Linked DNA regions of Mus musculus: regions 1 and 3 are each linked to region 2. Evidence: chromatin contacts called from public Hi-C data. All regions are on one chromosome and are shown on one strand. Each heading gives the region's core, a stretch centred on a gene start, on an enhancer-like site or on the middle of the called end of the contact. The rest is flanking DNA. Distances are from core to core; before and after follow the strand shown. Region 1 has its middle 24 kb from the start of Gm34624. Region 2 overlaps Rgs5 (regulator of G-protein signaling 5). Region 3 has its middle 25 kb from the start of Gm22114.

Region 1 (2,700 bases), core at 62-2,561, 120 kb before region 2:
TAGCCTCAAGATGAGCACATAACCACACAGGTACAACATGTACACCCTCTCTCCTTCTGCTTCTAGAGCTCTCCTGGCAGGCTTCTGGTTTTCAAAAGGTCTAGTGGTGATGAGGTCTGTAATTGAATATCAGCTAGTCCTGAGACTGGAAGAAAGTCTTTGGAAATCTTAAAATTAAAAAAAAAAATCAATCTTAGAACTAGAATTTGGGGCGAATGACTGCTCTCATCAGACTATCTCTAATTAACAGTGATCTCAGATCACTTGGGTCATTCGTATGATGCCACCATCCCAGATCAGAAGTACACATTTGAAAGGCTTTCTTCAAAATATGATAAGGGGGTTGCCAGATAAAAGACAGGACTGGTGAGATTTCAATTGCAGGTAAAGCATGAAGATTTTCAATATAATAATGTTCCATTCCAAGTGGTATTTGAATTGTAAAATCTCAAAATATTATCCTTGTGTGTTCTGTATCCAAAATTAAAAGTTGACTATGCATTCCTAAAACTTTGTAAGTCTGGTATCCTCACTTCTGTATCCGCTTTCCTTTGGAAGGTAGGTACCGGAAAATGAAACTCTGAGTCACCCAAAGATCTCCAGAGCCAAATGAAACTCACACACGAATAAGGACTTTACAGGGTGAAAGGGAAGCCTTTGTAAGAACTATACGGAGAGACTGCTGTGAAACTTCACAGGAAGCTATTAAGAGCTACAAAAGCAAGAGGAATCTCCACTGGGCTGAGAAAGATGGGGAGGTTGAGACAGTGTGTGGAAGAGAGTGTGTGTGGAGGGGTTGATGTTACTCCAGAGAGCGCATGGCTGAAGAGAGGTGGTGGGAAAAGCAAAGGCAGAAGACAGCTGCTATTCAGTTTGACTCTGACCTATGTGGGTGAGGAACAGCAGAGAAAAGACTGGAAAGCTAAGGCAACCAAGAAATTGGAAAGGTAAGTGAGGCTCTAACCAAGAGAGCCAGGTCAGAGCTACAAGGACTGGAAATGGAAGCTTTGATGGGACAAGGAGTTTGACTTGGTGGTTTTTTTGATCCTTGATGAAATTGCACCCTGCTATAACAAGGAGAGGATCAAGATCTCCCCTACCTACCAACCTCTAAGGAAACTTCAGGCCATTCGTGCTGTCTTTAACATACATCTCAAGAAATATGATAAAGAAAATCATCTTTTAGGTGTAAAAAGAGCCTGAGTTCAAATCACATGCCACACCCCCATGATGTCATTTCCTGTCTCTGAACTGCAATTAACCTCATACGTAAAAGAGACTAGCAATGCTGGAGAGTATGAGTAACTTTTGGCACACAGGGGAGACTCACTACGAAACCAGGTCAGTTACCATTTTAATAATTACTCAGTCCCTTTAAGCCACTAGAGATTCTTACTTTATGTAATGAGTGTATTCTTAATAGGTAAAAAACTTTGTTTCCAAATACTCACATTAGTCTTTATAAGGAAGCGATGTTTAGGAGGGGAATGTAGCTCAGTGGTAGATATGTGTTCAGCATGCCTCGGGCCTGGGTTACATCCCAGCACCATAATGACAAAAATAAATGGAAAGAAGGGGCAAGGGGGCTGGGCACAGAGAGGAGGAGAGGAGAGCTTTTGAATGAAGAACCCCATATCTTTTTGAACTAAAAACAAAAACAAAACCAGCAAATTAGAAGTAAATATTTGGAATATTTGATCCAGATAATTTCCTTACATAGATTTGCTCAACACTAAAGACAACTGGATTTCCTTCCTAACTGGAAACCCTCACAGTCAGACTAGAGGACCCAAGAGGACCTTGTGCCTTTGCTTCATTCTGAAGGGAAACTCAGAACGTGATTATCATGGTCTGACTAAACCCTCTAAAAGCTGCAGCCAACTGGTGACTCAGAGTTCAACACATGCTGAACACTTGATGAGTTTAGCTGAACACTTGGCCTCAGGACCTGGGAAAGCCAAAATGATAAGCAGATAGTCACCGCATAGACTATTCTTTGTAAACACTCATCCTGGGGTCTGGAGGGATAGCTCAATGATTAAGAGGACTTGTTGTTTTCCAAAGTAGCCAAGTTTGGTTCCCCTATGGTGATTCAGTCATCTATAACTCAAGTTCTAGAGGATTTGATGCTCTCTTCTGGTCTCTGCAGGCACCAGACACCACACACCACACACATGTGGCACACACTTCATACATGCATACAAAACACACACACACACACACACACACACACACACACACAATATTCTGGATAACTGAAATTGTTCCTGGTTTTACTCCTGCCCCAAACTCCACCTCAGTCACCTCCATTTTTTTGTATAAAATAGGCTACAACAACAGAAATGTTGTCCAGTTAGCCAGAATGTTCTGTGCCAAGCCAAAGTCTGAAATCACCAGGGCTCAAATTGTGTTTATAGAGAGTATGTCTCCCTACTTTGGCATTTTTCACCCAAAACTAAGTTGCCAGTACCTGCCTTTATTCATCTCTTCTCCTCAGTGTGCCTTGCTGAATGCATAGAACAGGTTGGCAGCTGAAGAGGAAGTGCCCCTTGCCTTGCCCTTCCCATAGGCTTGCAGTTTGGTTATCCCAGTGCAAGCAGCTTGAGCTGTGTCCTCGCTTGTCCTCACACTTTGGGCCTAAGGTCAGTAGACGTGGGTAGAGCAAAGATGTGACACAGTAGAGTTCTCAGTTACTGCTAT
Region 2 (2,700 bases), core at 103-2,602:
TCTGTGTGTGTGTGAGTGTGTGTGTGTGTTTGTGCGCGAAAACAAGCCCGCGTGTGTGTGTGTGTGTGTGTGTGTGTGTGTGTGCTGGACATGTTTTCATGGGTATTTATTGGGGAGGGAAGATAACACATAGTCTTTTCACCTTTGTGGAAGAAGCCTGCAAGGTTAGCCAGATCCAAGGTTCTTTCTACAGCAATTGTAGCTCATGCCTCTTCATAGCCAGCAGGGGGCATCTGCAACAAAGATTTGGGTTGCCTTGAATTTTACCCTGACCAAGGAAAAAAGATCAAGTCTTTTGGAAACCAGTTTTGAAAATGAGGTCCTACACTCCCCAAACTCCTTGCAGAGAGCCTTTCTTTGTGAGGAGTGTTCTTGAACTGTGTCTGGCGTCTAGACTTAAACCTTCCTGTGTCTACCAGATATGTCCCAAGCACAGGACCCTTACTGCCCCTCTGTCTCTTTAACATGGTGGAATGTAAGTTTTCTCCTTACACCCAGGTTCTCTTCTCATTAAAATAGACCCTATATAAGTGATCTGAATAATTGAATACGTGCACCACTTAAGCCCCGCCCACCAGCTTTTATCTTGTTTTCCATTTTCTTCTCTTTCTTGTTTTTATTTCGGGGGGGCTGGAAATCTACCCAGGCTCTTGCCCATTCTAGGCATGCACTCACCAAGCTTCATCGCCGGCCTCGGCTTCTCACTTCTCTGTCTCCGGTTACTTTAAAGAAAGAAACAGAACTCAGCCACTTTATGGTCCTGGCAGTCATCTGGTGGCTTTATGTGTCTTCAGTCATGCTAGGTGATTGCCATGTTAAGCAGTCAGATTCAGAAGATCCCAGGGAGTTGGTGGGGGTGGCTGAAGATGGTAGCTAACAGGTGTGTGTGTGTGTGTGTGTGTGTGTGTGTGTGTGTGTGTGTGTGTGTGTGTGTATGCATTTCCATAGGAATTTATTGTTTTTTTAGGAAGCAAGAACACACATCATCTCTTCATTCTTGTGTCCCATCAGTATTTTCTAACGATGGGGAAATGCCTACTATGTAGTTTCCTGTGTGCAATGAGCCCTTTGGAGTTGTTCCAGACACTACCAGGGCCAGAAACACCATCTTAATCCTTGAAACATCTAGAGTCAGAGCCTCTCTATCGGCTCTCAATCAAGTTCTCTTGAATATAGTTCTATTTCAAAAAAAAAATTCATCCAGCCATACTTCTGTTTGTAGTGTCCTGGTGCTGGCCTTGCACACATACATCTAAAGGTTAAAACTTGCATCCAGTCTATTCGCTGGCAGGAAAGACTAAGATGGTCTGTGGCTTTCTGGGATTTCTATCCCCTGGCCAACATCCCACACAGGGAACAGATTTTACCATTGCACAAGGCTACTACTATTCAGACCTTTGCAGCTTGAAAAGTGTGACTCATCTCCAGAATTCTCTCCCTCTGATTAAATGCTCCACCGGGCATTTCCAATTGATTTTATTTCAAAACAAGTTTTCTTTTTCCTTGTAACACAAAAGGATAACAGACCCAAGGAGACACAAATCATTTGGTGTTAATCAGCATTAATGTAATTTAGCCAGAGGGAAGGGCCTAGTGTGCAGTCGAAGAAAGCGAGGGACCATAGCTGATGTGGTAAACACATTAGAAAGTTCTCCTCTCCAGATAGAGATGATTTTGAAATTCAATTAATGTCAGATACGCTCAAGTTTATCTAGAAACGGGAAACGAATTTGGTGAGTTTGAACCTCTTTGGCTTTCCCATTGATTTGTACTATTCCCACACTGTGTGAGGCTCTGACAGGAAGGAAGGCAATGGAGGGTGAAGCTCTTTTCTGGGAACTCTTGAGAGCCATGCAGTAATTCTGTGGGGTTTTTTTTCTTTCTTTTTCTTTTTGGAGGGTTTTGCTTGCTTGCTTGCTTGCTTTGTTCTTGTGAGGCTGCCAAGTATTCAGACTGGCTGGAACCTTATCACTGGTTATTTTCATTGGTTACTGCTTGGTGAGAGTGAATGCAATCTTACTCATCGTACTCATCCTTCTCTTCAGGATTACAAATGAATAAGTAGGTCAGTTCCTGATGAGCTTTCAATGTCTTCTTCTTCAGCCTATATATACTAGGCCAGGGACAAAGCCTCAGCAACAGAGTTCTCCCAAGCACACTGTTCCCTCTTTCTTGCATTCCCAAGGCCAAGAGGAAGAGAATACCTGGTGTTCTGGTATAGGTATCAGCTCTGAGAAGAGGAACACACGTGTATGCATGCTTGTATCTGTGTGTATACACAAACACACACATAAGTGTATATATTATAAGTATTATATATCTCATGATGTCTATGGAGCAAAGGATAACTTTAAAGTTCTCATCTATCCACCTTTGCGTCCTATATGGTGGGATTATAGGTCTTTGTCACTATGCCCAGTTTATGCAGTTCTGAAGGTCAAACCCAGGGCATCTTACACACCAGGTAAACAACCAATTGAGGCTCATCATCAGAACATGATTTTTCAAAAAATAAGTGATGTTATAAGTAGTACGTCTTTTCTAGATCACATAACACACACAAATGGCCACTGGACAATTGATATAGATAAAATGTCTCTAGAGTTTTGTTTCACTCGTGTGTGTGTGTGTGTGTGTGTGTGTGTGTGTGTGTGTGTGTGTATACCATCTTAGGAAATGAGTGATCATTTATAAACAATC
Region 3 (2,700 bases), core at 81-2,580, 100 kb after region 2:
TGTTTTTTTTTTTTGATACAGGGTTTCTCTGTATAGCCCTGGCTTGAAACAGGGTTTCTCTGTATAGCCCTGGCTGTCCTGGAACTCACTCTGTAGACCAGGCTGGCCTCGAGCTCAGAAATCTGTCTGCCTCTGCCTCCCAAGTGCTGGGATTAAAGGTGTGTACCACCGCCCAGCTGAGTGCCCTCATCTTATACCAAGTATTTAAGTCTGTTTTGATTCTAATCCAAAGGAAGGTAGCAACAAGTGTTTACTGGGAAATGGAACCTAATTGAAAAGTGCAAAGCATTCCAGGAGAGTGATGGAGATCATTCCCTCCACCAGCAAACCAAAATGGAGAATGTGTTAAAACAACTCCTTCCAGTCTTTCCCTGTACTGATCCAAAGTTTGAAATATCAAGGAAGATATTTGCTTCCAACGTGCCCTCGCTGTTAGTCCTCTCTGTCTGCCGTATTTTCGTAAAAGAATGTAAAGAGGAATGGAGGTATCATCTGAAGGCTAATAAAATGGTACCAACCCCATTCATTTGGTCACCTATTCTATTCTGAAGTTTGTCACTGTTGCCAGGAAGTGATAAATTAATTACTTACTTAATTAATTCAGATGCAACTAAAAGCAATGGAATGCAATGTTCCTTTTTGCACATTTTCCTCTCTCCTTCCATGGACTCTTCCCCAATTCAGTCACCTAAAACAAAGGTAAACTCCCCTCTTCCCTCTCCTGGCTTGTTTGATTTTTATTAGCAGCACATATATAGTTCTTTCTATTATTTCTTGCATGACTTTCTCATCATTGAATTATTAACTAATAGGACAACAGCTGGTTTTATGCTTTGGATCCTCCATGCATTGGTGTGTAATGGATTTCCAGTGACTCTAGTAGTGACAGATGGATAGGAATAGTAGTGATGGGGACATCATTGTGTATGAAATGGCCTCAAATCACTGCTCTTGAAAATGTCCCTTACCTTTCCTGTTTGGCAAATACCTGTTCATCTTTCAGGACTCAGCTTAAGCCCTTTGTCTTCCTCTGGTGCCATTCTGTATCCTCCATACTCAGTGGCCCTGGGTGAGTTATGATACAATGATGCTTTATTCAAAAGCCTTTTGGAAAAAATACTTGAATTTGTATAATTAATTAGAAGTTACAGCTAGATTGTGTGTGTGTGTGTGTGTGTGTGTGTGTGTGTGTGTGTGTGTGTGTTTATGGTATGGTATATGTGAAGGAAATGCATGCATATGAATCCATGCACACCCATACAGAGGCCAGAGGAAGATGGAGGGTGTCAATTGTCTCCCTGGGGTTACAAGTATGTGGCACTATGTCTGGCCTTTTTGTGGTTCCTGGGTGACAAACTCATGTTCTCATGCTTTCTGGCCATGCCCTCTACCCGCTGAGCTCGTGAGCCTGGAACTTTCTTCTTTTTTACATTACTATGGAGTTGTTCTGTCTGCTATGAGAAGGCAAAGCTTTCTTGGTGCGTGCAGTTCCTTGATAATAACACATCCTAAAATGAAGATGTCTACATCTAAACTTCCATAATATGAACAACGGAGAATGCAGTGCCCCTGTTAGAGACAAGTCACAATATCAGGGAAGGAAAGATGATTCATGGTGCTCACTCATCCTCTGCCCTGGAGTGATGCTGTTGTGGAGCCGGCCCGTCTGTGTCACCACACCAGTTGGAAAGAATCACATTTCCTGAGAACCATAATAACTGTCGCTTACTGCATACCCACTATGCTCACGCGCTGTCCCAAGAATTTTAAATGTATTATCTCTACCTCTACTCACCATCTAGTCTCATAAATAATAGTTCCTCGTGTAAAGACACAACAACAACGAATCAGTGGTAAGGTTATAAACTGAACTATAAACTGCAGTAGACATTAATGTGCATATGAATCCGTATGTCCAGATGTCTGAGGAAGGGCACCCAGGGGATGAGCTGAGCACAAAGTCTTGGCATTTAAATTTTTGATGGTGCCTTCTGAATGAAGGGTTGTGTAAAGTCAACACACTCCAGTGAGTTGAGCTTGATTTTTTCCCACAGACCCTGTTAATATTGTGTATTGTGTCTAAATTGTATACTTCAGTGTTCCCAAGTAGACAGGGAAGATGATACCTGTACTGGCTGGATTTGTGTGTCAACTTGTGACAGGCTGGTGTTATCACAGAGAAAGGAGCTTCAATTGGGGAAGTGCCTCCATGCCATGAGATCCAGCTGTGAGGTATTTTCTCAATTAGTGATCAAGGGTGGGTGGGCCCCTTGTGGGTGGTGCCATCCCTGGGCTGGTAGTCTTGGGTTCTATAAGAGATCAGGCTGAGCAAGCCAGAGGAAGCAAACCAGTAAGTAACATCCCTCCATGGCCTCTGCATCAGCTCCTGGTTCCTGACCTGCTTGAGTTCCAGTACTGATTCCCTTTAGTGATGTACAGCAGTTTGGAGGTGTAAGCTAAATAAACCTTTTCCTCCCCACCTTGCTTCTTGGTTATGATGTTTTGTCCAGGAATAAAAACCCTGACTAAGTGTGATTGTCTGTATATTCTTGGACCAGGGAGTGGCACCATCTAAAGGTGTGGCCTTGTTGGAATAGGTGTGACCTGGTTGGAATAGGTGTGTCACTGTGTGTGTGGGCTTAAGACTCTCACCCCAGTTGCCTGGAAGTCAGTCTTCCACTAGCAGCCTTTGGATGAAAA

What was found. A called contact is a pair of places that touch in the nucleus more often than the background predicts.
Region 1: a Hi-C map of the C2C12 cell line shows a contact between it and region 2, with 2.9 times the contacts expected there. The contact joins two enhancer-like sites. A contact is called at or near these places in 17 of 484 Hi-C or Micro-C datasets (3T3-L1-derived adipocytes, the AML12 cell line, the Ba/F3 cell line and 13 more) and 1 of 115 datasets of contacts at active chromatin or transcription factors (cardiomyocytes).
Region 3: a contact with region 2 is called in a Hi-C map of the C2C12 cell line, with 4 times the contacts expected there. The contact joins two enhancer-like sites. A contact is called at or near these places in 1 of 15 datasets of contacts at CTCF or cohesin (the NIH/3T3 cell line), 15 of 484 Hi-C or Micro-C datasets (the 3T3-L1 cell line, the AML12 cell line, the C2C12 cell line and 7 more) and 1 of 115 datasets of contacts at active chromatin or transcription factors (the NIH/3T3 cell line).

What each region holds. Positions count from the first base shown.
Region 1 is chr1:169,553,935-169,556,634 of GRCm38.p6, forward strand. No RefSeq gene overlaps it. Among named protein-coding and RNA genes, the nearest start is that of Gm34624, 24 kb to the left of the region's middle. Within about 2 kb of position 1,312, at least 22 of the 459 cell types and tissues checked have an H3K27ac peak or open chromatin away from gene starts, as enhancers often do. A contact at or near this core is called in the C2C12 cell line and muscle stem cells, where this site is marked.
Region 2 is chr1:169,670,604-169,673,303 of GRCm38.p6, forward strand. All of the region lies in intron 1 of Rgs5 (regulator of G-protein signaling 5), which reads left to right. Among named protein-coding and RNA genes, the nearest start is that of Rgs5, 16 kb to the left of the region's middle. Within about 2 kb of position 1,353, at least 30 of the 459 cell types and tissues checked have an H3K27ac peak or open chromatin away from gene starts, as enhancers often do. A contact at or near this core is called in the C2C12 cell line and muscle stem cells, where this site is marked.
Region 3 is chr1:169,772,976-169,775,675 of GRCm38.p6, forward strand. No RefSeq gene overlaps it. Among named protein-coding and RNA genes, the nearest start is that of Gm22114, 25 kb to the right of the region's middle. Within about 2 kb of position 1,331, at least 3 of the 459 cell types and tissues checked have an H3K27ac peak or open chromatin away from gene starts, as enhancers often do. A contact at or near this core is called in the C2C12 cell line, where this site is marked.